Regions from separate parts of the Gossypium hirsutum genome. Here all the other regions are linked to region 1. A link is a contact called in public Hi-C data. All regions are on one chromosome and are shown on one strand. The core of a region is the stretch at or near the end of the contact, and the rest is flanking DNA. Distances in the headings are between cores, read along the strand shown.

Region 1 (2,525 bases), core at 9-2,508:
GAAATTGGGCCTTAAGACTTTCATCGTATAATCAATATTATCATTTGCACATGTTAAATTATTTGAATTTACTTATTAACTAACTTCTTACTATATTCAAATTCAACAAATCTACATTGCTTTTAGGATTATAATTAATTTATACACTAAACTCATGCATCACAGGTAAGAAGACTAATATTATATATTATAAGGTTTATCTAAAATAGAAATAAACAAACATGTTCACATTATAGTTTTTTTAACAAATGGACACTCCCTCGTTTAAGGCACTTATTTTCAATTTGGATAAATTTCTTTTTTACATATTGTCTTTTAAATTAGGGTTTGTTTGATAGAACATTGAAAATAATAAGTAGATAAGAGTTACTTATCACTTAATGGAGGATATTTTCAATCAATTCAATTTTATTTTATTTTATTTATTTTATTATTATATTATCCAATAAAAATTTTATGTCTAAAATTTGATTTTTATTTAAAATAAAGTGAAATATTTAAAAATTAAGGATAAAATGTAAAATATTTTTAATTTAAAATTTATGTTTATCAAACAATTTTATAACTTAAATTTAGTACTTAAATTTTTCAAAACTTATTTTTCTGCATTTAATTTTTTAATTTATCAAATAGTAACTTACATTAAATTAATTTAAACATTACTTAATTATTGAACGTATATTACAATTCATAGGACTCTTTTTTTAAATTAATGTTTTATAATAAAATCCTTTTTATTACTAGTCATTATTTATTTTTTCATGAATTAATTTATCTGTTAGTACAAAATTTTATAATAAAATATTGAAATATCTTTTTTTTATTAATTATTTTAATATAATATTTCAAATCTAAATTTTTCAATTTATTTTAACAATTAATATCTTTATTTATTATAATATTTTAATATTATATTTCGAGACTTCAAAATAAAACAATAAATATATAGTTAATATATTATTAATATGTATTATCAATTTTAAATTTTTTAAAAACCAATTAAATAGACAAGCACAAATGATATTATTATGATACGGACATACAAAGTAGTATTAAACCTAAAAGAAAATATGAAGTAGAATTGAGATACTTACAAATTTGTGGCTTTGTGCATAGTGGATGAAATGAAAGAAAGGCCCAATTCTGGTTATAAATTGAGTCTCCAAGTTATCATCTGTGTTCAGGACTTGGCCCAAGCTTAGGTCAGGTTGATCCAACTTCAACACAACCAAGAAATATGGAGTACTTCGGAGACCCCTTCTCAAAACCCCGCCAATTCCTTTCCCGCCATCAGAAAAAGGCCCTTTATTTTAGGTTTTGTGTTTTTGTTTTTCTACAGAATAAGAATAGGTTTTTGGTTTGTGTTCTCTGAAGCTGAAAAGTAGCAATTTTCTTTCTCTTTTTTTCCCCCGTTTTTGGGCTTTTTGGTAAGTTGTCTCGAAAATGGATGAAAATTTTGATGAACAAAACAAGCTTCCAGAGCTCAAACTAGGTACCCACTCACTCCTTTTTCTGTTAGAAACTTATTTTTATGCTTTTAATTTTCTTTTGATAATTTTTTTCCAGGAATTTATGGTTGATAATACTTTTCTCCTTTTTTGGTTTTGTTTTTTTTGGGTTACTGTTAACAGACGCTAAGCAGGCTCAAGGGTTTCTCTCATTTTTCAAAACTCTACCGAATGTAAGCCCCCTTTCTTTTTCTATCTATTGGGATTTATATTACTAATTATGGTTTTTTTTTCCTTTAATGTTTATTTACTTATATAATGAAACCGAACAGGAACAGGTAAAATGGGGGAGAAAATGCCATATCAATACTTAATATGGTTTGAAAAAAAATGATTTAATTTGAACTATATTTCGTTTCCCTGATCATTTGGTCTCTTCCTTTACAGGATCCAAGGGCTGTTCGGTTTTTTGATCGCCGGGTTAGTTCAGGCTTATAGTCTTTACCACTGTGGGTTGTAAAATTTTATTTTGTCTTTACTTCAATTATGATTATTGGTTAAATAATTTGCTTTGAGAACTGGGTGTTTTTTTTTCACCTATAATTAAGAAATGCCAGTTGGGTTGTCTTTGAAATTAAATATTTTTATTTCTTAATATATAAAAAAGGAAATGGAAATATGGTCTGCATATAACTGTTCTTCAGGAAATTGCTATATACATATACGTGTGTTATCTGAAGTTCAGGGGAAAATGGTTAAATTTTTTAAAGGATCAGACGGTTTTGGAAATATTTTTCTAATCCATTTATTCATGCTAAAGTATATTGCCATTTTTGCAATGCCCTATGCCTAATTACCCATTTTCTTATATGTACTTTTCCCTTTCTACTTGTCAACCATTTCAACCTTCATCTCTGTCAGAATTTGTAAATGTGCAATGCTGCCTGTAAAAATACACAAGCGGACATGAAGACATTCTTATATTACACACATATATATAAATGCATATGTATATATTAGGTGTCTAAAACTTGTACAAACTGATTTTGTTCTATAATGCTAGTTTTATTTTCCTTT
Region 2 (2,525 bases), core at 18-2,517, 490 kb after region 1:
TTGTACGTTGCTATGAGACATTTTTTTATCAAGCAAATATAAATGAAGAAGAATTGTCCTTGTAAAGCTTATTTTAGTTGGGAACAAAGTTGAACAGCCAAGAAATGCAAACTCTCAGCTTTTTACCATCCATGCCAACTCATATGAGAACATCGAAATAATCCAGTTAACATTTACATTCATGGAATCTTCAAGTTCAGGTCACATTTTTATTCATGCTGTTTGTTGGGCATAATAGAATAATCAGTTTCATTTATTACATAGGAGAGGGATCAAAGATACAAGGAGCTGGGCTTCAGAGACAGAATCACACTCAGCAGCGGACGTTTTCTTCTGGGAAACAAGTATGGTTTTGTTTCATCATCTATTGCATATACAGTGTATAGTATTCTTTATTTGGTAGGATCTCTTGTCCCATTTCTTGCATTTTTCTTTTCAGAGTGTATATACACATTTGTAAAGGTGGCAATCACGCTGGTAGATTTGGGGTGTCTAGCATTGTGAGGAGTTTAGGTCTCTGTCTTCTTTCCACTTCATTTTTTTTTCTTGAGGATAGTCACTCTTAAGTGGGTGAATATAGGTTTCACGTAGGTTGGGTATGTCTTTAGTAGGCTCAACTTTTTTTCTCGTTTTACTTTGCAAACAGCAAACCGAATGGTAATTGGATCTGGGGTTTGGATCATTTAAGGCAGGATGATTGTGTAAGGTCGTTGACTTCATTCAAATGCTTATTATAGGTCAACTTTGGTCCGAGAGTCGTTCCCTGTCTACAAATGTGCATTTGTAAATGAGCAGAATTTCTATGTGCATGTACCTTTACATTCTTTTGGGTGTTATAGCCCTTGTATATATCAAATAAGAATAGTAGTAGCACATTTTTGTTGGGCCGTGGTTAAATTAATGTGGTCACCATTGTATAAGGGAGTCTGGAGCAATTCTCTCCGTGACATGTGGACGCAATAATACCTGCTTGCTTAGAAAATTTGTTGATTTGCTAATGAAATACTTGGTTTGTAAGTGCAGGTATGCTCGAACGTTTGCATTTTTCTACACAATTGGTTTGCATATCCTAGTGTTTACTTGTCTATACCGAATGTCCGCTCTAAGCTACCTCAGGTGATAATGTGCCCTAATCATTAATATAACTAAGCCAGATTTCCTTTCAGATTAATCTGACTCCAAGTATTTTTTGTTAATGCAGCCATGGCTCTGAGGAAACTGCCGTCGTTGAGAAAAACTTGAACCGCCCGCGTGGATATTAGTGACATCTACCCTTAGCCATTTCTTAATTTATGGTTTGTTCTTGTGAGAAGAATATGGCATTGAAATTAAATTTACCAACTTAATAAACTGTACATGTAACACAATCATGTTATGTTCAAAATAGCTAATACTATACATCCCTGTCTTTCGATCTTAAGTTTTTGCTCAACTTGATTTTTTACGCCATTCTAATTCTAGTGCACGTATTTTTCTTTTAAAAAAATTGAGATTATTGTCTTAAAAATGGAGGTGAGGAAATTCGATTTCAAAATATTTCTTTTTGAGGAAAATGCCAGCTGATAATAATAATAAATTAGGGGGAAATACAAAGTCTTGAAACTCGGAAGAGATAACGCAAAACAGCAGGTTGAAAAATCAAAACTATCGAAGAAATGAAAAGTCTGGGTAATCAAAGTCACAAAGCTTCAGCCAAACATTTCCGTTCTTCACTGAGTAGACATCGAATCCAACCATTAGCTAGTTCAAGGCGTGTAACACCATACTTTCTACTTATTTTAATATTGGATTTATTTTTTTCTTCTTATTCGTGAATACTATAAGTGGGTGACCTTCACTGTTCTTTCTTTTCTTTTCTTTTCTGATGAGATTACTTTGGCTTCTTCACTCTAGCTTCTCTTTCTTTTTTTCAATTCTTCATATTTTTTTCTTTTTCCTTAACTTTTCTTCTTCATTACTCTACTATTTAAACTTTAAACCCTTCTAGATTGAGGGTGGGTGAGGCAGAGCAGACGGTGCTATTCTGGGGCTGAAGAATCTGATGGCCTGATGGGTGTGGGACTGTGGGGGGTGAGGGTCACGGGTAGATTTAGGACATTAGCTTTTAGTTTTCGAAATTTTAAATTTATTTTCATTTAGTTTTTTCTGCTTTGGTCTCATAGTTGAAAAGAACCAGACTTTTTTTTATTATTGGGTCGTTTTTCCAGCTTGACCGAACCCAGGGAGTTCAAAATTTCCAAAAGCCAGTTCGACCTGTTTTTCCTGATACTCGGTTCAAAAGGATTTTTTCTGTTGAACGGACCGGTACTTTTCCGGTTTTTAGTTCGACCGGCCGGTCTGGTTTGGTTTTCACAATATTAGTATTTAGCCTTTAACAAACATGCAACAAACGAGTTCAGATTAGCTAACAATCGCCAAGCTTGTTTTGCTAAGAGAGCAACATTAAGCGTTTATATTTTCATATTTATGAATTGGTTTGATCCTAATTAGAAGTTCTCAACTTTCAAATATGATAGATGTTGTTT
Region 3 (2,525 bases), core at 7-2,506, 320 kb after region 1:
AAGATATAAAATATTAATGTTTATTAAAAAATATATTAATATAATGGAAATTGATTTATTTTGTTAAAAAAATAAATATTATTAATTCAAATAAGTTGTTCGTTAATTTCATAAAATTGAGAAATCTTACATTACTTTACGAAGAGATGACATTAAAATTACTTCTATATTACCAAAGCTTTGTATTATGAAAATTTAGCACAGTTAGAAAATATAAAATTACCAAATTAAAATAAGTTTAAAATTTCAAATAAAAAAATATAATTTTGAAATTTTTTATTACTGCAAAAGGTATAAAATTTCTATAAACAGTCCAAATAACAAGGAAAGAAGGCATAATAGTATAGTTTTAAATTTAAAATTTAGTTTTTATATTTTTGTTTTTTATTTTTTAAAATTTAAAATTTAAATCTAATTGTTAATGTTGTTAAATTTTTTTAAAAAAATTTAGGCTCACTATAACACTAATTTTTTAGTTGTATCGTTACCGAGTGAGTACTTTTTTATTATTTCAATATCACATTATCAAATTTAACAAAAAAAAAATTAACATTATTAACATTAAACTTGAATTTAAATTTTTTTAAAATAAATAAATTAAATTCTTGAAAATAAAATTATAAAAACTAAAATTTAAATTTATGAAAAGTATGTAACTTTAAAACATATTTTAATTTAATTATGAGAAGAATGTACAAAATGCGCGCGTGGTGGTAATCTTCTAGAAAGATTCTCTGGGACCTCATCTCCCTTGATCTTGCTCCCTCTATGATTAGAGTAAAAAAGAGATGCTATTTTGCATCTCAGTCCCTATACATTTTTGAAAAAATTAAATTTAATTATTCTACTTTTAATCTCTTGAATAGTCTGATTTAAAATTTTAATATAAAAATTAATTGATAAACCTTTTGTTAACTTTTATTAAATTTGAATGTGCCTTTAATTTCTTTAAATCAATCAATGAATATTGAAATATCGTATATTCGAATATAGCGTAAATTTATTAATTAGATTTAAATTTAAAAAAAAAACAACATAGACTAAATTTCTTGAAAAATAGAGAGATTAAAAAAATATGTATAACTACAAATGCATTAAAAAGGAAGCATTTTATGAATTCTTTTTTAAATTTTATATAATTTTTCTTACCTTCTAATTAGGAACATGAAAATTTAAAATTTTTTTTATAGCTACAAGTGTCATAATTCACTTTATTGTTTGAGACTAATTCTATTTGAGTAGTAGTATTTAGGAGAAATCTTTCCAACAGTGATAATTTCAGAATTTGAACTCAGTCCAGATACTTTAAAACAAGTCGACTCTACTCCTTTCAATAGACTATCAGTGAAGATGACAATTTATGAATTGCTTTCAAAGTGGTCCATATCAATTTCATTTTATGTTTTAGATTTTATATTTTAATTTCCCCCTAATTTATTTTATACTTCTATCCCTTATCCTACACTCTCATTTCCCATTATTTTATTTTTATTTTTCGACCCTTTCCAAATGCAACTAAGCTGTTGAACATAAGAGAACATTGAGCTTAGAAATTGAGTGACCTCTTTTGTAGGGTATTATTGGTAGTATGGCAGGAAGTGTTAGTTGGAGCAGGGAAGAAGAGAAGGCATTTGAAAACGCAATAGCAATGCATTGGATAGAGAAAGAGGAATGTGAAGAGCAATGGGAAAAGATTGCTTCAACGGTTCCTACTAAAAGTCTTGAGGAGTTGAAACTTCACTATGAATTATTAGTGGAGGATGTTACTGCAATAGAGGCTGGTCATGTCCCACTTCCTCGTTATAAAGGAGAAGAACCTTCCTCTTCTGCCAAGGATCATTTTCATGGACCTTCCATGGCTCCTAATTCTGATAGGAGATCCAATTCCGGTTACGGAAATGGGTTTTCGGGGTTAACCCTTGATTCTACCGGACATGGAGGGAAACAGAGTTCGAGGTCCGACCAAGAAAGAAGGAAAGGAATCCCATGGACTGAAGAAGAGCATAGGTATTCCCCTCTACTACTTCTTGTCTGTTTTTCTTTTTTTTCTTAAATACTGACTTAAGTATTGGAACGTGACTCGAATTAAGACTTGAGTGCCCTAGGATTTGGGGTCTTATAGAAAATAAAGATATATGTAATGTGACAAGCAACATTACATGTGTTATTCAGGTTATTTCTACTTGGTTTAGACAAGTTTGGGAAAGGAGATTGGAGAAGCATTTCAAGGAACTTTGTGATATCGAGAACTCCGACGCAGGTGGCTAGCCATGCACAAAAGTATTTTATACGCTTAAATTCGATGAATAGAGACCGGCGGCGGTCCAGCATCCACGACATCACGAGTGTTAACAATGGGGATACATCTCATCAAGCGCCTATCACAGGCCAACAGGCTAACACAAACTCACCCGGTGCAGCGGTCATGGGGCAATCAGTGAAGCACAGGGCTCATCCGCATTTGCCGGGTTTAGGCATGTACGGAGCGCCTGTTGGGCGGCCGATTGCTGCTGCTCCAGGGCATA

The links. Hi-C and Micro-C count contacts between places; a contact is called where the count stands out from the background.
Region 2: a Hi-C map of leaf shows a contact between it and region 1, with 4 times the contacts expected there. The contact joins the enhancer-like site here to the promoter of LOC107888755 in region 1. A contact is called at or near these places in 11 of 34 Hi-C or Micro-C datasets (callus, hypocotyl, leaf and 2 more).
Region 3: a Hi-C map of leaf shows a contact between it and region 1, with 2.9 times the contacts expected there. The contact joins the promoter of LOC121206710 here to the promoter of LOC107888755 in region 1. A contact is called at or near these places in 13 of 34 Hi-C or Micro-C datasets (callus, hypocotyl, leaf and 2 more).

What each region holds. Positions count from the first base shown.
Region 1 is chrA09:41,897,081-41,899,605 of Gossypium_hirsutum_v2.1, reverse strand. LOC107888755 (DNA mismatch repair protein MSH2) reads left to right here and starts at 1,258. Exons shown (of 13, transcript XM_016812949.2): 1 at 1,258-1,492; 2 at 1,632-1,681; 3 at 1,896-1,928. The coding sequence starts at 1,444.
Region 2 is chrA09:41,406,268-41,408,792 of Gossypium_hirsutum_v2.1, reverse strand. LOC107888846 (protein CASP) reads left to right here. Exons shown (of 19, transcript XM_016813097.2): 17 at 265-344; 18 at 1,024-1,116; 19 at 1,202-1,420. The coding sequence ends at 1,262. Among protein-coding and RNA genes, the nearest start is that of LOC107888846, 17 kb to the left of the region's middle. Within about 2 kb of position 1,267, at least 5 of the 9 cell types and tissues checked have an H3K27ac peak or open chromatin away from gene starts, as enhancers often do.
Region 3 is chrA09:41,572,178-41,574,702 of Gossypium_hirsutum_v2.1, reverse strand. It overlaps LOC121206710 (transcription factor MYBS1), which reads left to right and starts at 1,256. Exons shown (of 2, transcript XM_041077799.1): 1 at 1,256-2,007; 2 at 2,173-2,525. The coding sequence starts at 1,589.